Regions from separate parts of the Mus musculus genome. Here regions 1, 2, 3, 4, 5 and 6 are each linked to region 7. A link is a contact called in public ChIA-PET, HiChIP or PLAC-seq and promoter capture Hi-C data. All regions are on one chromosome and are shown on one strand. The core of a region is the stretch at or near the end of the contact, and the rest is flanking DNA. Distances in the headings are between cores, read along the strand shown. Region 1 holds the start of Bnip5 (BCL2 interacting protein 5). Region 2 holds the start of Kctd20 (potassium channel tetramerisation domain containing 20). Region 3 holds the start of Mapk14 (mitogen-activated protein kinase 14). Region 4 holds the start of Srpk1 (serine/arginine-rich protein specific kinase 1). Region 5 holds the start of E230001N04Rik (a long non-coding RNA gene). Region 6 holds the start of Mapk13 (mitogen-activated protein kinase 13). Region 7 holds the start of Pim1 (proviral integration site 1).

Evidence for each region. Promoter capture Hi-C pulls out the DNA fragments that hold promoters and counts their contacts. ChIA-PET counts read pairs in DNA pulled down with a chosen protein or histone mark. HiChIP or PLAC-seq counts read pairs in DNA pulled down with a chosen protein or histone mark.
Region 1: a FOXA1 HiChIP or PLAC-seq map of pancreatic cancer cells shows a contact between it and region 7. The contact joins the promoter of Bnip5 here to the promoter of Pim1 in region 7. A contact is called at or near these places in 5 of 39 promoter capture datasets (cranial neural crest, frontonasal cranial neural crest, maxillary cranial neural crest and 2 more) and 2 of 115 datasets of contacts at active chromatin or transcription factors (memory CD8 T cells and pancreatic cancer cells).
Region 2: a promoter capture Hi-C map of pre-B cells shows a contact between it and region 7, with 5 times the contacts expected there. The contact joins the promoter of Kctd20 here to the promoter of Pim1 in region 7. A contact is called at or near these places in 5 of 39 promoter capture datasets (the C10 cell line, cranial neural crest, frontonasal cranial neural crest and 2 more) and 2 of 115 datasets of contacts at active chromatin or transcription factors (memory CD8 T cells and pancreatic cancer cells).
Region 3: a contact with region 7 is called in an RNA polymerase II ChIA-PET map of memory CD8 T cells, with 17 read pairs. The contact joins the promoter of Mapk14 here to the promoter of Pim1 in region 7. A contact is called at or near these places in 2 of 39 promoter capture datasets (cranial neural crest and embryonic stem cells), 3 of 484 Hi-C or Micro-C datasets (CD4 T cells, embryonic stem cells and spermatogonial stem cells) and 3 of 115 datasets of contacts at active chromatin or transcription factors (embryonic stem cells, memory CD8 T cells and pancreatic cancer cells).
Region 4: an RNA polymerase II ChIA-PET map of memory CD8 T cells shows a contact between it and region 7, with 21 read pairs. The contact joins the promoter of Srpk1 here to the promoter of Pim1 in region 7. A contact is called at or near these places in 2 of 115 datasets of contacts at active chromatin or transcription factors (kidney and memory CD8 T cells).
Region 5: a FOXA1 HiChIP or PLAC-seq map of pancreatic cancer cells shows a contact between it and region 7. The contact joins the promoter of E230001N04Rik here to the promoter of Pim1 in region 7. A contact is called at or near these places in 1 of 484 Hi-C or Micro-C datasets (CD4 T cells) and 2 of 115 datasets of contacts at active chromatin or transcription factors (pancreatic cancer cells and regulatory T cell precursor).
Region 6: a FOXA1 HiChIP or PLAC-seq map of pancreatic cancer cells shows a contact between it and region 7. The contact joins the promoter of Mapk13 here to the promoter of Pim1 in region 7. A contact is called at or near these places in 2 of 115 datasets of contacts at active chromatin or transcription factors (T-cell acute lymphoblastic leukemia and pancreatic cancer cells).

Annotation. Positions count from the first base shown.
Region 1 is chr17:28,914,057-28,916,756 of GRCm38.p6, reverse strand. It overlaps Bnip5 (BCL2 interacting protein 5), which reads left to right and starts at 1,433. Exons shown (of 12, transcript NM_172450.3): 1 at 1,433-1,588. The coding sequence starts at 1,524.
Region 2 is chr17:28,950,838-28,953,708 of GRCm38.p6, reverse strand. It overlaps Kctd20 (potassium channel tetramerisation domain containing 20), which reads right to left and starts at 1,273. Exons shown (of 8, transcript NM_001356300.1): 1 at 1,140-1,273.
Region 3 is chr17:28,689,904-28,692,939 of GRCm38.p6, reverse strand. It overlaps Mapk14 (mitogen-activated protein kinase 14), which reads right to left and starts at 1,598. Exons shown (of 12, transcript NM_011951.3): 1 at 1,085-1,598. The coding sequence starts at 1,200. It overlaps Slc26a8 (solute carrier family 26, member 8), which reads left to right and starts at 2,953. Exons shown (of 20, transcript NM_001290320.1): 1 at 2,953-3,036.
Region 4 is chr17:28,621,055-28,623,970 of GRCm38.p6, reverse strand. Srpk1 (serine/arginine-rich protein specific kinase 1) reads left to right here and starts at 1,450. Exons shown (of 16, transcript NM_016795.4): 1 at 1,450-1,571; 2 at 1,934-1,994. The coding sequence starts at 1,559.
Region 5 is chr17:28,521,319-28,524,147 of GRCm38.p6, reverse strand. E230001N04Rik (a long non-coding RNA gene) reads right to left here and starts at 1,492. Exons shown (of 2, transcript XR_385504.4): 1 at 782-1,492.
Region 6 is chr17:28,767,938-28,770,878 of GRCm38.p6, reverse strand. It overlaps Mapk13 (mitogen-activated protein kinase 13), which reads right to left and starts at 1,562. Exons shown (of 12, transcript NM_011950.2): 1 at 1,351-1,562; 2 at 739-868. The coding sequence starts at 1,469.
Region 7 is chr17:29,489,363-29,492,130 of GRCm38.p6, reverse strand. It overlaps Pim1 (proviral integration site 1), which reads right to left and starts at 1,346. Exons shown (of 6, transcript NM_008842.4): 1 at 906-1,346; 2 at 700-806; 3 at 561-611; 4 at 100-466. The coding sequence starts at 987. It overlaps Gm26885 (predicted gene, 26885), which reads left to right and starts at 587. Exons shown (of 4, transcript NR_168683.1): 1 at 587-954.

The DNA of each region.
Region 1 (2,700 bases), core at 184-2,683, 580 kb after region 7:
TTCCCTCCTGTGAGCGCTGGCACACAATACAAGCATGTCTGGGGTGGGATTGGGCAGTTTCAGGCAGATGCCTGAACAATGACCCCACATCTGCACAGTGACCTCACACCTGCACAGTGACCTCACACCTGCACAGTGACCTCACACCTGCACAGTGACCCCACACCTGCACAGTGACCTCACACCTGCACAGTGACCCCACACCTGTACAATAAGCCCACACCTGCACAGTGACCCCACATCTGCACAGTGACCCCACACCTGCCCCTCCATTGGCTTCTTTTTGATGTGATAAAATGCACACTACAGAAATTTTATCATAACCTTTTTTTTTCGGGGAGAGAGAGGGACAAGGTCTCAATATCATTAACTGGTCTGAAACTGGCTATGTAGCTATGTGACTTTAAACTCACAGAGATCTGCCTGCCTCTCCCTCCAGCATATTGGGATTAAAAGAGTGTATGATTGGGGCTGGAGAGATAGCTCAGTGGTTAAGAGCACTGACTGCTCTTCCAGAGGTCCTGAGTTCAAATCCCAGCAACCACATGGTGGCTCACAACCATAATGAAAGACACCCTCTTCAGGGGGGTCTGAAGATAGCTACAGTGGACTTACATATAATAAATAAATCTAAAAAAAAAAAAGCACATGATTAAATTTGGCCAAAGTGTTGTGTGTGTGCGTGTGTGTAAAGGACATTTTCAAATATTTATTTGTGTGCATGAGCATTTTGCTTACATAAATGTATGTGTATACCTGCACAGTGTCCATAGAGGTCAGAAGAGGGCATTAGATCCCCTTGAACTGGAATTAAATCATCACATGGCTGCTAGGAACTGAACCCAGGTTCTCTGCAAGAGCAGCCAGTGCTTTTAATCACTGGGCCATCTCTTCAGCCCCCAGAGCTTTTTTTTGGGGGGGGGGCAGGGTAGGACAAAATGACAGAGAATAGTCAGGCCTTTGTCTCAAAACAAAACAAAAACAAAAAACAAACAAACAAACAAATAAATAAAACCCAAACTCAAAAAACAAACCCAGCAAGCCCCTAAGAAGTTGGCTATTGGGAATTGGAAGTCTTTTTTTTTTTTTTTTTTTTTTTTTTTTTAAATATGGTGCTGGTCTTTAGTCTTGGAGGCGCCAAGAAAGCTTGGATTTCAATTTCATAACGCGGGCCAGACATGAAGCTGGTTTCTAAGCGCTGGTTTCGTTCAGGTACAATAAGGAAGCTGTCAACTGAAACTGTGTGTGTTTTTTCTCCTCTCTCTCTCTCTCCTGGGTAGAGAGCTTCCTATCTCTGCCACAGCCCAGAGGAGCGGGAAGCAACCTGGGCGGGAAGCAACCTGGTGGCCAGCCCTCCTCTCTGGTTGGCTACCTGTGAGCTCAGCTCCAGGGAAACAATACTATATATAAGCCAGGAGTTCTGAGTCCCTCTGAATAGTGTTAGCAGTTGCACGCAACAGCAGCTTCTTCTCCCTGGAAGTGCTGGAGCTGACCCACAAAGGACTTCTACATAACAAGGAACAATGCCCAGATCAAGGAATCCCAGCCAAGGGATGCCCCGGGACAGCAGCGACTCCTGTGGTCTGAGGTAGGTTGAATCTTCGCTTTTGGAACCAGGGCAATGGGTGGGTATTTCAGGGTCCCAAAGGATGCTGGACATAAGAGTAATAGACCCGAATCCAGACCTAATTCTGCTTCTAGCTTGCTGGTCTTCCTAGGGTCTGTTTTTAAAAAAAGATGGAGTGTGACTCAGAAGGAAGAGGTGCTTGCTCATGATATCCAAGCCTGAGTTCAAAACTTCATCCGAATCTTCCCATGCATGCCGTGGTACACCCCCCATGACACCCCTGCACACACCACACACACCATAAACACATGCATACACACACACACACACCATACCAAGCACACACACTCTCTCTCACACACACATAAAACATACACCACAAACACACACATACACACCACACACCCACATACACACACATACACACCACACATACATATACCACACATGAATGAATGCACCTCGCACGCATGCACACACACTCACACACACTCTCACACACACGCACACACCACTACCACCACACACAGAGAGACCTTGATTGGTCGTTGCTTAACAAGTGGGGCCGGGTGTGGCCAAGAACAGGTTTCCCACTCCAGGCTCAGGGGTCCCCGAAGAACCCCTCACTGCCCAGCCTGTGAGAAGGCAAGAGTCATGAAAGCATCTGTACCTCTCTCTGCAGGAGTCCAAAATAATGGCTTTGCTCTTGGCTTCACCTGGCTCTCCCCTGCCTGGAAGGTTCTGAGCTCTGGGTGGTATGGGCCCGAGAGAGACCTCGTGAGCTTAAGCATAGAGCCATTGGCTATGGGGCTGTGAGGCCCACTCTGGATTCATAAGCTTTGTACTTGGGGTACATGTGTCCAATCTCTATACACATATATAGATGTGTGACTACACAGTCAGGATGTGTGTGTGTGTGTGTGTGTGTGTGTGTGTGTGTGATTTGGAATTGGACCAGAGAGGAATGTTTAGGTCCTGCTCTCTGCTCCCAGCTCTGGGACTTTGACTGTGTGTCAGCAGCTCAGGGCCGCAGTACCCACGCCAGACAGTCTGATTCACTGGGTGCTGTCAGAGTCAACGCAATCACCGAGGTGAAAGGGCTTATAGTGTTTGTGTATAATTATTTATTTGTA
Region 2 (2,871 bases), core at 24-2,523, 540 kb after region 7:
GCTGATACCATGAGAAGGAAAGCAGAGAGCTGAGGTGGGAGCCAAGACCTAATGACATGCTCAAGCTCCCACGATCCTACCAACAGGCTCCTGAGAGAAACAAGGTGGGTTAGCCTGATCCACGCCATCTTTCTCCCACCCAGGCAATAACAGGATATGGATAAAAAGCCATTTCCTGCTCTCATGTAAGGGCTCCAGAAAGCACTATCCTTTCTCACACAGCCTTCCGAATCAGGGCTTCTTGACTCCCGACTGATTACGGACAGGAGAGGAGTAAGTCAACAGAAAGAAAAGGACATGAGACAGTATTTACAGTCCTCAGGCCAAGCTAATCTTGGTTTCCTAAGGTCCGGTTCCTGGCTTACCAAGGCGGCCCAAGCGGGGTGGTTGCCTGCCAGCACTAGTAGACTCAGGGGTCCACCCTAGATTTCTAGAATTAATTTCTGGGAGCCGTGCTAGCGACCTGCAAAACGCGTTTGAGAACTGCTACTTTAAGATTTTGTTTTTGTTCCTCTGGAGTGGGGTTGACGTTCTAATTCAAGGTTCGTCACAACTAATATTATTCCAACATTCTGTTTGGGAGATCATTTAAAAAGAAATCTCAAATTTCTAGGTAAACAATTGTCTATCAGCAAACAGACACCGTGAAAGAGCTTGGTTGGTCAGAGTTCCTGGCCTGTCTGTTAGTTCGTTTGCTGAATTCTCACTTAAAAGATTAGATTTACTTCTAAATAGTAAATCAGCCCAATCCAGGAATGTTCAGAAAGAATGACAAATTCCCACAAAGGGGAGGAGGTGTCCTCATGGCGCAAGCCTGACGACACTGTCTGCTATAAAAAGTTCTTATATGCAAGAAAAAAATCTCCCAGTTCTGCACTAAGCATGGGATGACAACAGAGGGGCGACAGGACCGACAGAAGATTCCAGAGGTTCTGGGAAAGCGCGACCAACCTTCCCCAGCCTGGGCTACCGGTGGCCCTGCGTGGTTGGTCGGCAGCCTCGCCCGGCTTCTCCTTTCTCCCCAGGCCGGGGAGGAGCCCGCACGGGGCCTCTCAGGCCGCAGCGTCGCGCCCGCCGCCATCATCAGCCCGCGCCATCACCTGCCCGCTCGCCCGCCCACCCTGTCACTCGGCACTCACCGGCCGCTTGCTGCCGCGCTCTCCGACACCGAGCCCCGAAGCCACCTCCAAGCTCCGGCCACCGCGCGCCCCCGCCCTGGCCGCGGATCCCCGGTTGAGTCACCCGGCCCTTCAAAACAAGAGCCCCGCCCACCGCGGGGCATGCCGGGAAGGCCGCGCGGCTCGCCCCGCCCCCGCCGCGGACTCCGCCATAGGCCGGGGCCTCGCCTGCCTGCCCGGCCGGCCGGGAACTGGGGCTCTTCGCCAGGGCGGCCCAGTAACGCGCGCCGCCGCCGCTTGCGCTCCATCACCCAAGGGGCTCAGACAGGAAAGCGAGCTGCAGGCTCGAAGGTGAAAGAGGCTGGGTCGCCCCGGAACGCGTGATGCTCACGGAAAGATGAGCCTATCGCCTTTGTGTGGCGGATGGATATGAACTGCAGCCCAAAGACAGAAAAACATCAACAACAACAAAACAAGATAAAAGAGAAAACAAAAACTTCCCCCCAACTCTTGAGTTTCACGGAACAATCTGCGATAGCAAACAAGATTCTACAGGTTTCATGTTACCTGGAAGCAAACTATTAGAAAGCTGGTTGCCTTGCTTCCTGTGAACCGCACAAGGGAACCTGAGAGGAGGAACCTGGCTCCATCTCTCAGGGTCACGGGGACTTGTGGCTTTTGTACTTAAGAAAGTTATCAGACCAGTTGATTACACCATCACAATGATTGCACAGACTTCTAGTTTTGGGTGTTTCGTTCTATTGGGGGTTTGCTTGTTTTAACCTTTATTTCCCTTCTCCCTCCTCCCTGGCTCTCCACTCTTAATACATGGGGTGTTCTTTGTTTTTTGAGACAGTCTCCTTTATCCCAGTATGGCCTTGCACCTCTGATCCGACCTTCACCATGTGAGTGATGGATAGGGTTACAGACAAGCCCTACCGTAGCCGAATTATGAAGGGCTCTGGTGTAACCCAGGGCTTCATGCACCCTAGGCCATTATTCTACCAGTTGAGCTACGTCTCCAGGTCCGAGTTCATTTTATTGAGATGTGACGCCGCAGCCCATGTTGAATTTGCTGTGTAGCCAAGGATGGCTTTGGACTCCTCATCCTCCTGTCCCTGTCTCCCAAGTGCTGACATTATTCTACTTTAAAACTGCTGCTGAGCACTAAATAAACTAATAAAACCACGCAAAAAAATATAGGGAATACCTGTGTGCACAGCATTAATCCTAGCACTTGGGAGGTAGAGGCAGGAGGATCAGGAAATCGAGGTCCCCCTTATTTGGCTTATGTTGCTTCTGGGGGGGGGAGGGGAGGAGGGGGACGGGTCTACCTTGCCCAGTTTCCCCCATACCACCTGTCACTAAGGGAAGTCAGGGAATCCAGTCAGGAAACTGGGTCTACAAAGTGAATTCCAGAACAGCCAGGGCTACACAGAGGAAACCATGTCTCAAAACAAACCAAATACGACCACCAACACAGTAATGTCACAAAAAAGCCAACACAGTAATGAGATCATGTGCTGGCATCTCTGGGCCTTGGAACTACAGAGAACATACCCACTGATTAAAATTTCATTCCAAAAGTTTCCTCTTCTAATCCTGTGCCCCTGTGCAGTCTCCATACCCACGGTGGAACTACTGCCTTTCTTGTTCTGAATACAGGACAATCAACTTCCTCTTTCTTTCATTTCCAAGCTCCCCTCACCCATCCTGAGCCAACACTTAATACTTGTTATCCATCGCCCAGAGG
Region 3 (3,036 bases), core at 349-2,848, 800 kb after region 7:
TCCAGGCAAGACAGGGAGAGCCATAGTGGAACTAAAATAGGCCCCCCCCCACTCCTACCCCCCTCCCCCACCCGGTGTTAAGGAAAGCTAAAAAGCATCGTTTCCTATGTTCCAGGATCTCCCGAAAACCACCACGTACCTCGGTACTTACAAGCTGATAAAACTCCGCAAATCTTCTAAGGGACTTAAAAAAAAGAAAAGCACCCCCATGAATTACTTCAATTAAAAGCTATCTACACCTCCAGCTCTAGTCCTACCTTCTTGATCTTGAGGGGCGCCCCTCTGCTCGGTATGGAAAACTGTTTTGTCAAACAATACTGAAATGAGCAGTGGTATGTGACTAAGCGGCGAGCTGGAGCGTCCTTGCAAGGCGCTGCCACCCTCCCTCCCCGAAAAGGAAATACGCTTTCAACCGAATCGGAAACACACCACGCAAGCTGGCACCGTGGTCCCCGAGATAAAGTCGGTATTTTAAGCTCTTCGGGGTGCTGCTAATTCAAGTGCGAATCCCAAAGGAACGTTTCCTGAGACAGGATTTTTCGATGGAGGCTTGCAAAAATGGGAAAAGGGGGAGAAAAAAGGAAAAAAAAAAAAATTCCGGGAAAGGAGCGCTTTCTCTTGCAAGTTTCGTTCAGGTGACCGCAGTCCCCGGGTCAGGCTTTGCCCTACAGCTCCTCGCTGGAGCTCCGCCCAGCTCGTCTGCTCCCCGGGGCAGGGCTCCCGCGTCCCGAGTGGCGGTACCCGGAGGCAGGGTCCTGAGGCCGCGCTGCAGCAGAGGACCCCCGGGAGGGCCAGTCTTGGGAGCAGGGAGAGCGCAGGGTAGAGAAGCATCCCACCGCGTCCGCAGCTGACCCGCTCCCGCACACGGCTCGCCCCCGACCTGCGTATGCAGGGCGAGGGGTGCAGGACACGTCCCGCTCCAGCTGCCCCCTGCACCCCCAGACACGCCCGGAGGAGAATTCCTGCCGCTGGGCGCATCGCTGAGCTGTGGGGACAGGCCTGGCCCTCAGGCATGCAGGGCCACCCTGCTTGCTCCACCGCGTCCCCCCACCCCACCCCTAACCCGAGGCCCGGCGACACTCACCACACCGAGCCATAGGCGCCCGAGCCCACCGGGGACAGGTTCTGGTATCGTTCGGGCACCTCCCAGATGGTCTTGTTCAGCTCCTGCCGGTAGAACGTGGGCCTCTCCTGCGACATCTTCCAGCGGCAGCAGCGGGGCGAGGAGGTGGCCGAGCGGGGGCTCCTGCCTGCAGCCGCACGCTCTCCTCTGCGCCCGCCCGCGGCAGACCGGACCCCGCGCCCGCCACCCGCGCAGGTGTGGAGGCTGCGACCCGCCGCCCCTGTCAGCCGCGGCGGCTCCTACGAGCGTCGGCAAGGTGCCGGAGCCGGCTGCACGGCTCGAGGCTGCTCCCGCCGCGGTCCTCCTGCAGCCGCTCCCCGGGGAGGGAGCGCACGCCGACGCCGCAAGACACCCGCTCGCGCTTCAGCGCCCCGCTTGGGCTCCAGTGGCGGCGATCCCACAGGCAGCGGCCGGGAGCCTCTCGCGGAACTCTCGCGAGAACAGCTCCAAGGAGGCCCCGCTCTGAATCCAGATCTTACCCAATATGGAACCTGCCCACGGGGCGGGGGGTCGCGAGAAGAGCGCGCAGGGCCGGCAGATCTCGCGAGAAGAGGGACGCGGCTTGGGGAGCCGAGGCAGGAACTCTCGGGGACTGGGCTCCCCGGGGCGCCAAGGGTGGAGGCCGCAGCGCGGGGCGCGCGCGCCTCTCTGTGGTCGCACGGGCGAATGCCTGGCGCCATGGCGGAAAGCCGCTGTGACAGCGTCGGGGAAGAGAGCCAAATGATCTTTGAACTCCGAGCAACCTGCTCACTAGAGTCGTCAATTTCCAAGAACAACTTGAAAGAACAGACAGGCCCTGTCCAGAAAGCTGTCGCATTCCGGTCTGCTCAAGGACAAGTGGCTCACCTCGGGATGCTGGTGAAACCTGCCCCCTAGGCAAATATTAGTCTTGCCTCAAAGCCCAGGCTCTCCCTCCAGGCGCTCCTACATGTTTTCAGGCAGAAGTGGCAGAAGGAGGTTCCAGGGACCCACAGGGAGTTCCAATGCACGAGGTCAGAGGTAGACATCATGAATGGCCACTTCCAGGCTGGGGACCAGCATTTGCAAGGCCCTGGGTTCAATACCCACTACTGGAAGGGGAAGGTACACACACACACTGCAAGTAGGTCATTCCATTTCAGGAAGGTCTTCTCATTTATTTATTTATATTTACACCACCTGCAATTCCGGCATTTGGAAAGACCAGAAAACCCTTCATATACATGCATACATATATATCTATTTACACAGCCTGTAATTCCAGCATTTAGAAAGACCAGGAGACCCTTTCATACTATTTATTTATATGTACAGAACCTGTAATTCCAGCATTTGAAAAGACCAAGAGACCTTTCTCTTATTTATTTATTTATACACAACCTGTAATTCCAGCATTTGGAAAGACCAGGGGACCCTTCTTATTTATTTATTTGTTTATTTATTTATTTGTTTATTTGTATTTACAAATCCTGTAATTCTAGCATTTGGAAAAACCAGGAGACCAAGCCTCTGCTGTGTAGTGATGAGACCGTATGTGCAACACCCCAAAAACCATCACTCGGGTTTGAGACCGACTCTTGCCCTTTAGAGCCATCCAAAGTTTAGAAATTTAAAAGAAAATTGGGGGGTGGGTATTAAAGACTTAATTCATGCCTCTGAGAGTATGGAGAACTACTAGGGCGAGCATTCTGACCGCATCTCATTTAGGTAAGTCTGTTGAGCTTTCTTAGGCCCTGGTTCTAGTCTCTACAAGATCAATGCGACCCTGCATTCCCACCTAGTGGAATCTTCCGTAGAAGCCGAGAAAGCTAATAAAAGTGAATGGGGAAAGTTAGACCCGTAAGAACCCACATCCACCCATGCCTACACCGAGCAGGAGAAAGGGGAAATCTTATTCTCGTGGCTATTTCTAGAAGATCCGGGTATGTGGAGGG
Region 4 (2,916 bases), core at 201-2,700, 870 kb after region 7:
CCAAACAGACAAACAAAACAACAAAAAGAAAATCACAAAAAAGATCTAAAGGAGAGTTCTGAAACACATGAAAAGTATACAATTCCAATTGCGAATTTCAGTGCCTACTATAAATCTCCACAGCAGTACCCACAGTCTATGTTTTGGAAGAAATACTGGGGTCTAGAGAGCCTCATGTTCCTCCCCCATCTCTCTCATAAATGCCTGCTGATTCTACTTTACTATAGGAGTTTTGATGCCTGAATCATTGGGTTGGGACAGCAAGATTCTGAGCACACAATCCTTTCCACGTTCTCATCTTTCTGTAATGGGGATAATAACTACCTTGGCCTGAAGTTGACATCAGCATCTAATAAGATCATGCACTTGACAGTATGGAAACACCCGGTAAGTCCTACGATGAAGAGAGTTCTTCAAGGAGAAAACAGAATTCCCATTCACACCCTTCCTTTAAGGCTTTCAACTTGCAGCTAGAAAATTCCCTTTAGAAGTGTTTGCTTTTACTTAAAATAATTGTTTAGCTTACTTATGGGTGAGGGGTTGTTGCATGTGCCATGGGTCCTGTGTGCAAGTCAGAGAGAGACCTGTGGGAATTGGCCCTATTTGGATTTGAATTCAGGTCCTTAAGGCACCTTTACTTGCTGAGCTGTCTTCTGGTCCAGTTCTTTTCTTTTTTTCTTTTTTCTTTTTTGGTTTTTCGAGACAGGGTGTCTCTGTGTAGCCCTGGCTGTCTTGGAACTCACTCTGTAGACCAGGCTGGCCTCGAACTCAGAAATCTGCCTGCCTCTGCTTTCCAAGTGCTGGGATTAAAGGCGTGCACCACCACTGCCCAGCTTCTGATCCAGTTCTTTTTTTTTTTTTTAATATTTTTTTATTACGTATTTTCCTCAGTTACATTTCCAATGCTATCCCAAAAGTCCCCCATACCGCCCCCCCATCCAGTTCTTATTGATTTATTTTGGGTCAGGATCTCATTATATATGCCTTGCTGGCCTGGAACTCATAAAGATACACCTGCTTCTGGAGTGCTGGGATTAAAGGCATGGGCTGCTGGCCCAAGGTTTTATCTTTAGAAGAGGACAGAGGCACACGTTCCCTCCTTCCAGCCTTTGTTCTGTGTGTATCCACATACAATTTAATTTCCCATTTTCTTTAATGTCTTAATTGGCCCTTACAACAGCTCAGACAGGAACTGGGATATGTTTGGGTTAAGCAGTTTTGCAGGCCGGGGAAACTGAGGCAAATCCCGACTGACTGCGGAGCCCTGCCTTTCCTCAGGAGGTAAGAACTTCAAGCCGCGCGCTTTATGGCGGGACACTAAAACCAGCTTCCCATTCAGGATCCCTCGGTCCCTTGCCCTCCACTCTCGTACACCCCGGAGCAGGTGGTAGGCTCTGTGTTCACCACGCAGGCGCGCGACGCCGTGTGGGGCGTGGTCGGGCGGGCCCGGAGGCGGGGCCGGCGCGCGCCGGGAGGAAGAGCTGGGATTTGGGCCGCGGCGGGAGCCCGAGTCGGCGTCACTCGAGTGCGCAGGCGCCTGGCGGTTACCGGTCTCGCCATGGAGCGGAAAGGTGAGCGGCGGAGCGGCCTCCGCCACGAGGAGCCACGGCGGTCCCCGACTGGGCGCCAGGCGCCTCTCTGGCCACTGTCGCGGCCCCCTGAAGCGGCGTCACTCTTGCCTCTCGCCCCTCGGCTGCGGCGTCCTCCGGCGCCCGCCGTCCCCGCCCCTCGCTCCGCAGCCCCCAGGCCGGGGCGGCGAGGCCTCATGGCCGGCCCGAGCCTCTTTGGGCGCGCCGGGCCTGGCAGCCGCTGTGCACCCCGAGCAGCCCGCCCCGCGCTCGGCCCGCAGCCTCAGGCCCGGTCGCCCTGCGTGCTCGCGCCGCTCCCCGCCTCCCACTTACATCGGCCCTTCATCCATCCCTCTCTCCCGCAGTGCTCGCGCTCCAGGCCCGAAAGAAAAGGACCAAGGCCAAGAAGGACAAAGCCCAAAGGAAGTGAGTCTTGTACCCCAACATCCCGCCCTTTGCGTTTCCTCGGGGACCTCCTCCCCCTACCGGGTTGTGCGCTTCGGGCGGTTCCCCCCCAACCCCTCCCCGCCACATGGTTACTGGGCCGCTGTGTGATTCGCCCTCCGGGAATCATGTGGAAGGTAGCTGGGTCTCCAGGCTCGGGTCTGCTGGAAAGACCCGGAGCCTGCCCGGCACCACTCGCCAACTCCATCGAGGAGGCCCAGGTGTGGCCCGGCAGCCGGAGCTGGCAATCATTACCTGCCTGTCTGTGAACTCTGCTCTTCCTTCCGTGCTCCGCAGCGTCTTAACTTGCCTCCTACGTCTGTCCGCACGCTACGCCATCGGGAAATTGTTGAATGAATTTTCCCTGTTTACCCTTGGCCCTGCCAACCACACGCTCGCTTGGGTAGAGGAGGACGGCCGGGAGTCTTCCTCGCGCCTGATTACTCTGCTTCCTAAGTCTGGGAGACTCTGTGGCGTTGCTGTCCACTCGGTGTGCCGGCTAAGTTATGCATTACCGGCGGGCCGTACTATCAGGTCCTCAGAGCAGTAACGTCGGAGTAATGTCCAGAGTCAAATTGCTGGTGCCGGTTGGGTGATTCCGGCTTGGTGGGCCTAGTGCTACACTTGCCCGATTTGATGTGTAATAGTGGTTTAGTGGTGTTGGGGGTGTGTGTGCACAAAAGAGGGCACAGTCTGATAGAAACGCTGGGTGGAGGCTTATTCAAGTGAGCTTAGCTGCTACCATTCCCACCAACGTCTTTGTTTTTTGAGATAGCCTTGGCTGACCTGGAACTCCCTATGTAGACCAGGTTGGCCTTGAATTTATCCTCTTGTTTTTGGCTCTGAGAATCCTGGGATTAAGGGGCATGTGCCACCACTGCAGGCTCACTGCCATTGTGAGCTT
Region 5 (2,829 bases), core at 243-2,742, 970 kb after region 7:
ACCCGGCTGTGCTGCACTTCTGTAACCTCGCCCCCCATGCCCTGCCCGCACTCTCCGGAGGTAGAGGTATGGGTGGTCAGAAGTTCAAGGTCATCATTACATAGCAGTTTGGTGCTAAGCCTGTATTTTGAAAAGCTGACATTAATAGCGCCATTGTATCTGCTGGTGAGGCTCTTTTCTGATTGGATCAAGTAAAGAGCATTGCCTAGATAGCTAGCTCCCTCCACCCCCATATTTTTTTTTAACTTTTTTTTTCCCCAGTCTATGTAGTAGTCCAAGAGCTCGGCCTCAACTAGAGATCTTCTTGCGTCTGCCTCTTGAGTGCTGGGTTCAAAGCCACCATACCTGGCTTCCCCAAGCATGGGTGTCCAAGGCACATGTATGGAGGTCAGAGGGCAATTTATGTAAATCGGTGGCTCTCGCCTTTCACCTTGTGCGACCTGGGGATCGAACTGTGTCGGCAAGCGCCTATCATGACTTCCGAGAGGCCTCTCTCCCGAGCCTTATCAGCTAAGGGATTTGAGTCTTCGCTATTCCCAGTGAAAAGCCCCCTGCGGCCCGACCGATTCCGGTTCTAATCCCAGGAGTGTGAGGGCTTCGAATTCCACAACCAGCTTTTCTGTGTTAGTCCTGAAAGTACTGGCAGCAGGACTGGCTCAGAGAAGGTGCCGATCCTAGCGCTGCGCAGGGGACAGCTCGCCATCAGTGTGCAGCGGAAAAAGCTTGGGGGGTGAGGGGGGCGCCCGTTCCTCACAGCGGATCCCATACTCCCCGCGCTTACCCCTGCCGGGGAACTCGAGCTGAGGGGCCCCTCTGGCAAGCTCATGACCCGCGAAGGCGTGGGGACCAGAAGAAGCAGTACGAAGCGCGGGAGCGGGCAGCGCCCGGGAGGAGGAGCGCGGGGCGGAGCGCATCGCCCAGCTTCCCCCGCGCCCCCGCCTCTCGCATCCGGCGGCGGCACAGGATGTTCTTTCGCTCGGGTCCCCCGCCCCCGCTCTCACTTTCTTCCCCGCTCCCCTCCTCCACACGCGCCGTGAGCCGCGCCCCGAGCCAGCACCTTGCTTAACCCCTTCCCGCCCGCGCCTAGGGCGCGCAGCGAGTCTGGGGTGCCCGGGTAGGCGCAGGACTGCGCCCACCAGGACAACGTCGAGGGTGGAGAGTATGGTGGTCTTCCGAGGACCCAAGCCTGCAGTCTCCAGAAGCCCCCTAAATCGCCAGGGGCGGTTCCCGGGGACCCAGGCCCGCACTCTCGCGATCTTACGCTAAATTGCCAAGGGCAAGCGCAAGGTGGGCTCTCTCGTGGGCGCAGACCGGTGTGCTTAGCTATCTCCGGCCTAAGGAACGGGGGAGTACCCAGCAACCTTAACCTCATCTTCCCCTCCAGGTTGTGCTAAGGCGCGGCTCACAACGTTTGAGAGGATGGAGAGAGGCCACACCCCCTCGATTAACGTCACTGTTTCCAAGGCAATCGGAGGCGGGGCTGTAGACAAGCGGACTTTGGGGACTATGGCTTAATAGGGCTCCAGGACAGGGTGCGGCTGGGCTGGGGGCTCGGCGGGGTGGGACGTTTCTGTCTTTGCTTTTTTATTGACTCGCTTGATTTTTGATTCAACAGATATTTATGCTTGGCGCCATTCTTAGGGACTGTTTTTCTCTCACCAAGTCTGCGGTTCACAGGTTGTCACTAAGCCGGGTGGAGTGGCCATGCACCCAGGATATGATCCTGGGATAGATGTAATGCCTTTTTATTAAATTTACTGTAGGGGGCTGGGGCTCATGTGCTATAACGTGCATCTGGAGATATGAGGGCAGGCAATTTGTGGGAGTTGGTTCTCGTCTTCTACCTTGTGAGACCCCAACTCATGTCAGGCTTGGCGGCACCTTTATCCACTGCGCTATGTAATTATTCAGTGTCTCCTTTCTCTTGTCAAGTACCCCAGAGCGAGCACTAATCAGTGAAGACTTGGTTCTCTAATTCATGGAAGGTCTCAGCTATTCAGGGAAGGAGGACAAAGTGTTCCATGCTCACCACGTACCAACTCCTTCCCAGCATTTTAGGTCTTGTGATCTTTGCCCTGTTGTATTTCTGGTGCCTTTTACAGCCTAGGAACTGAGTCTGAGCTCTCAGAGGACCCTAAGCCCGATAGCTAAGTGTTGGAACCAGGACCCTAAGCCAGATAGCTAAGTGTTGGAACCAGGTTGGGACCCAAGCCTGTGGGTATGAAGCCTGGCTTCATTTTTAGACTATAATTAAATGGTATCAAAGAACAATCCTGCCCCTAACCCAGTCATGAAGGAGTTTACAGCCTACAGGGAAACGGGGGTGGGGGGTGGGGGTGGGGTGAGGATACCACAGAACATAATTAAGCAATAAAACCTAGAACAGGTTGGAGGCTGTTTAAAAGGATCAAAATAGAGTTGAGATTGTCAGAGCCTCTCCCGTGGAAGGTGCATTCCCAGGTAGGTCAGGAGGTGGGAGGTGACTGTAGGATCACAGTACCTGTGTGTGTGTGTGTGTGTGTGTGTGAGAGAGAGAGAGAGACAGAGACAGAGACAGAGACAGAGACTGTTCCTGCAAAGAACACCTAACTAGTGGCTCAGCCATACAAAGGCTTTTTTTTTTTTTTTTTTTTTTTTTTGACAAGATCTCTAGCCCAGGCTGATCTCAAATTTTCTATTTAGCCAAGAATAGCCTTAAACATCTGATCTTCCTGCCTCTATCTCCGGAATGCTGGGATAACAGGTGTGTACCTCACATCCCCACCCCACCTCATGGATGGAGGGAGCTGGGGTCTCCTTCATGTTTCTCCATGTTTGGCAAGCATTGTA
Region 6 (2,941 bases), core at 313-2,812, 720 kb after region 7:
GGATGAGAACTCCAGGTCCTTGGGACTCTGGACCTCAGCTCTAGCCTTGGACCCCGGGTCTCTAGCCACATCTGTCAGTCTGTCCAGAGCTAGAGGCAAGTCCCCTCCACCTCGAAGCTGGAGGCCACTGAGGAAAGGTTATCTGAAAGGATTAGGGTTCACGATGTACAAGGCTCTATTTGAAATGGACCCTAGCCCTTCTGCCTGGCCCAGAGCTGGGTCACGGGGTCTGTTTCCATCAGACAGGATGGTCAAATGGTCAGGCACCAGGCTCTGCCTCCCGCCCCTTCCAACCTCAGCTCTGCCGCTGCAGAACCGGGGAAACCTTTCTGTGCCTTGGCATGTGTTACGGAGAGGATTATAAAAGTTAGCCAGCCCCCACCCCCGCATGCATTAAATACTCAGTATTTATTGTTAGACTTAGAGTGGCCAGAATGGAGGCAGCTTTAGCTCAAGTGCCCAGGCTCATCGGACTGGAGTCCTCACAGAACCAATCGCGAAGCTCCCCTGTGCCTACTTCCTCCTCACAATCAAGAAAAGGTTGTGTGTTTTCTGGGAAGCGAGCTGGGCAGGCCCTGGCATCTTCTCATTGGGCTCTCCTTAGAGAGCTGAGAAACCAGGGTGGAGCAGAGGAAGTTCTTTCTCCTGGCCCTGCGCGCACGACCCTGGGCAGGCCCCTCCTGGGCCCCTCTCCCTGCCCTCCGATCCCCGGCACATCCACACCCCGAGGCAGCCTACGTTCTCATGGTGCATGTGCTTCAAGAGCAGAAGCTCGCGGTAAGCGCGCTTGGCAAAGATCTCCGACTGGAAGGGCCGGCTCAGCTTCTTGATGGCCACCTTCTCCCCTGTCCGCTTGTCGATGGCCGAGCTGCGGGGTCACAGGCAGGTGAGGGGGAGGGGCGGCGCAAAGGGCCTAAACTGGAGATCCCTCCAGCCCTGTCCTAGGCCACCCCCATTCTGTGCTCCCCAGGCTGGCCGGAGACCAGCAGAAAGAGAGAGAGAGAGAGAGAGAGAGAGAGAGAGAGAGAGAGAGAGAGTGTGTGTGAGTAGGGGGCGACGCCAAGGAAGGGGCGGCAGAGCAAGGAGAGAAGCAGTTCTTGCTGACAGGATGCAGAGCAGGCCAGGAGTCCCTGCTCTGCGATTTGGCAAGTTCCCCTCTTGGGGCCTCATCTGCAACCGCAGGGATCTGTCCCACGAACTCCGAGATCCCTTTTAAAAAGTTACAGCCTTGGAGAACCAGATTCGCCAGCGACTCAACCCACAGGGGCCCCACTGCCACCGGGCTCACTCGGGGAGGCTGCCGAGGGGTGGCCCGTGGCTCCTCTGATTCCTGGGGTCCCCGGGTCTCACCACACCGCTCCATAGGCCCCGCTGCCGACGTGCGCGGGCGCCAGGTAGGTCTTGGGTAGCTCCCAGGCAGTCTTGTTGATGTCCTGCTTGTAGAAGCCCCTTTTCCGAGTGAGGCTCATCCCGGACCCCGTGGTGGCGGTCCTGCGAGGAGGTTGCGGTGGCTGCCCGCGGGCTCCCGGCCCGGGTGTCCCGCCGCGGTCCCCTCCCGCCCCGCGCCCGCTCCTCCCCCGTGGGGCGGCGCACCTGCCGCCTCGCCCAGGTACGTTCCCGCCCCGGCCCGCCCACCGCTCGCCCGCGCTCCGGACTCCGCCCATCACCGGCGAACGCCCCAGGCCCCACCAGCCACCTGCTGCAGGTGCTGAGGGAGGAGGGGGGTGCCCTGCGGGAAAGGGGTGCCTGCGAGGCTGCCTAGAGACTGTAGGAAGAGTTGGGAATGGGGTTAGGGCGCGGGGGGGGGGGCGCTCAACTTGTTGCTAGTTGGGCTAGTTTAAGAAATATACCCTTCACATGTAAGGCGTGGTGGCTCAGGTCTGTACTCAACACAGGAGATAGAGGCAGAGACAGGAGAATTGCTACGATTTTGAGTCCAGTTCAGTACATAGTTCAATGCCAGACTAGGTGAGACCCTGAGGAAGAAGGGAGAGGAGAGACTAGAGAGGAGAGATACAGAGAATGAACAGAGAAGGAAGAGAGGGATAGAAGAAAGGAGGGAGAGATAGAGAGGGTGGGAAGAGAGGGAAGGGGAGAAGAAGGGAGGAAGGGAGGGAGGAAGGAAGGATAGAGAAATAACGTCATTCTTGACTACGCAGTAAACTGGAGACCAGCATAGGTTACATAGTGAGACCCCACAGAAAGATGGAGAGGTTGTTCAGCAGGTTAGAGACTGCACCGCTCTTGAGGATGACCTGAGTTTGGCTTCCAGCACCCAGGTCATCATGCACATAGTTAAACAAAACAAATAAGCAAATAAATAAACAAAAATAGGCATCGTGGTGCACACGCCTTTAATCCCAGCACTTGGAAGGCAGAGGCAGGTGGATTTCTGAGTTTGAGGCCAGCCTGGTCTACAGAGTTCCAGGACAGCCAAGGCTACACAGAGAAACTCTGTCTCAACACCCCTCCTCCCAGAAAACCCTCCGGAGATCCCCAAACAACAACAACAACACAAGAACCCTACAATTCATGGGGTTCTACATGAGCTCCTGTGACCCCAGGACTCTTGTCTTTTCAGTAAGCAGGACTCTCAGATCCTAAGGCTCAGCGACTGACCAGGGCTCAGACTCTATTCCTCTTCCCCATTTTTCTGAAACAAACTCCAGGCATCCAATCCTTCTTCTCATGAGAGATTTGCTGTCTTACACCCAGAGTCGACGGCTGCTAATTCTACAGTCCCCAGAGTTCACAAAGATTTAAACATCCACCGGAGTTTGTTTGATACTGGTGGTGATGGTTTTGTTTTGTTTTTAGCTTTTTAAGATTAATTTATTTTATGTATATGAGTACACTGTAGCTGTCTTCAGACACACCAGAAGAGGGCATTGGATCCCATTACAGTGGTTGCTGGGAATTGAACTCAGGGCTTCTGGAAGAG
Region 7 (2,768 bases), core at 97-2,596:
CCAGGCGGCCCAATGACCTTTACAAAGGGCCGGAGCCGAGGCCGCCAGAGGCTTCCAGGCCGGCACCTTGGGCAGCTCCCTCCCCGGGGCCTGGCTCACCATCAAAGTCCGTGTAGACTGTGTCCTTGAGCAGCGCCCCCGACCCGAAGTCGATGAGTTTGATTTCGCCGCGGCTCAGGTCGATTAAGATGTTCTCGTCCTTGATGTCGCGGTGGAGAACCCCGCAGTTGTGGCAATGCCGCACGGCCTCCAGCACCTGCCAGAAGAATCCTCGGGCCAGGTCCTCCTGTAGGGCTCCTCGTTCGGTGATAAAGTCGAAGAGGTCTTGCACCGGTTCGGGCCTCTCCAGGATCAGCACGAAACTATCGGGCCTCTCGAACCAGTCCAGAAGTCTAATGACGCCCGAGAAGTCCGAGCTCACCTTCTTCAACAGGACCACTTCCATGGGCACTCGGGTGCCATTGGGCTGCAGAGTGAGGGCGAGGGTTAGCGCGCCGGTTCCGGCACGCCCGTCGCCACCCACCCACCCATGAGAGGGTCTCTGGCTCCGGCTCACTCACCAGTTCTCCCCAATCGGAAATCCGGTCCTTCTCCACGTGCTTAATGGCCACCTGGAAGAAGACCCCCGAGTCTCCATCAGACCCTCCTGCTCAAAGCATCCCTCCGCGCGCCCTCCCCGAGGCGGCGTTGCCCACTCACCGGCAAGTTGTCGGCGACGCGGATGCCAGAGTAGACCGAGCCGAAGCCACCGCTGCCCAACAGCGGGCCCACCTGGTACTGCGACTCCAGGGGCTCCTTCTCTTTGCCTAGGAAAGAGGCACGGGACACTCAGCGCGCTCGACCCACGCGGGGGTCTCCCGGCGTCCCAACGACCCGCGCGCCCAGGGTGGGGTGGGGACACTCACCCGGCGCCAGCTTGGTGGCGTGCAGGTCGTTGCAGGGCGCGGCGCGCAGGTGGGCCAGGGAGTTGATCTTGGACAGGAGCATCCCCACCTCCAGGGTGTCGGTGCGGCGCCGGTGCCGGGACGAGCAGCAGCGGCGGCGGAGCGAGCTGGGGCTGAGCCGACGGCCGGGACTCAGACTGCGGGTGGCGTTGCGGCTCTGGCTGCGGCTGGCGCGCAAGGCCGAGGGCGAGTCGGAGGACGACTGAGGGCGCTGGCGGGGCTGGCCGCGGGCGGGTTCGCCGGCTGGGTCAGGCAGTGCGGGAGGCGGCAGGGCGAGAGGCGCTGCGGGACCCAGGGCTGCTGCTGACTGTGACTGCTGCTGCTGCTGCTACTGCCGATCCCGCCGCCGGCACTGCCGACTCCCCTCCAGCCTCCTCCGCCGCCACGGCCGCTGCTGCAGACGCCCGGCTCGCCCCGCCGCCAGGAGTAAAGGGGCGGAGCGCGCCGCTGGGGAGGGCGCGCGCGGCGGGCGGGGACGGGGCGGGGCCTCTCCGGGAGGCCGAGGTGGGGAGCCGGGCTGGCTCGGCGGCGGAGGGCGGAGAGGGGGCGGGGAGGCGGCGGGACCAGGGCCGCTCCCCTCCGCTCCGCCCCCTCGCGGCTACACCCCTCTCCCCGGCCCCGCCCTCGGGCGCGGCTTCAGCCAACCAGAAGACGCCCTATTTGCATAAGGCGTTGCGGGCCCCGCCTCTCGCCTCGCGGTCAGAATGGTCGCTAACGCCGCCACGACGTGGCGGGAAGGAAAAGGCGCCAAAACGGAGGGGGAGGGGCGCTGGGCGTGCAGGGAGGCGGGAGCTGGGTGGCGCGCGCGGGCGGGGGAGGAAGGATGGGGAGGGGCGTATCGATTCAAACCCAAACAATAACAAAGCCATCAAAGGCCGCCCGAGGCCAGCTCTGCCGGCTCTGTGTTTCCCGGAGATTTGGGTTGTGGAGGGGGGTCGAGGATTGGAGCTGGAGCGTAGCAAGTTGTGAGAAATGGAAGGGCGTTGGTGTGGCGGGCGCGGAAGCCATGAGTAGGGACCGCGTGTGTGTGGATGCCGACCAGGGTGGTCCTCTGGTGTGACTCAGCCCGGAGACCTCCAAGGCTGCTGGGGCGGGTTGACGATGTTATGTGGGCTAGATCCTGGGGGTGATGATTGTGTTTTTGGGGGCGAAGGCTGTGCAAGACGTGAGTCACCGGCATTTTGCACACCGAGGCCAGTCACAGGCCTGCGAGGAAAAGTGGGGGAGACCTGGGATGCGAGGAGCCGGTGACAAAGATTCTCAATTTAGAAATGCAGAGAGAATTAGAAGGGACCCGGGGTACCTGATCCCCTCGGTCCATGTCCGAGCGCCTGAGAGAGGAAATCACGACACAAACGTTAGCTTTCTCTTGCCAAATGCTGCCTCAGCCCCTTCTGAGAGGGCGGGAGGAGCAGGAAAATTCCTGATCGCGGGCGAGGGTGGGAGGGTGCCGCTGGGTTTAATCAGAGGTTGTTGCGGTAGTTACCTTCTCATCAGCTTGGTATTAGCAGTCAGGCGATACCAGATATTATTGGCCCCCACCCCAGCCTTGTCTCAAAGGAAAGTCCCCACATGCACGTGGAAATACCACGGAAAGCTAGCCGAGTCCGCTTTCATCTTTTGTCCTTTTGAACTTCATGGAGAGTTGATAACGACGTGTGGAAATGGGTAAACTCTCATTCTGTGTAATCCATATAAACTGAGATACTGGTGGCCAGAGTCATGGACAGCCAGCTACACCCCTTGTTCGTTATTTTTGTTGTTGTTCTTAGGTCTGAGAGATCTTTAAAGGAGGAACGAGCCTGTTGTGGATGTAGTCATTAG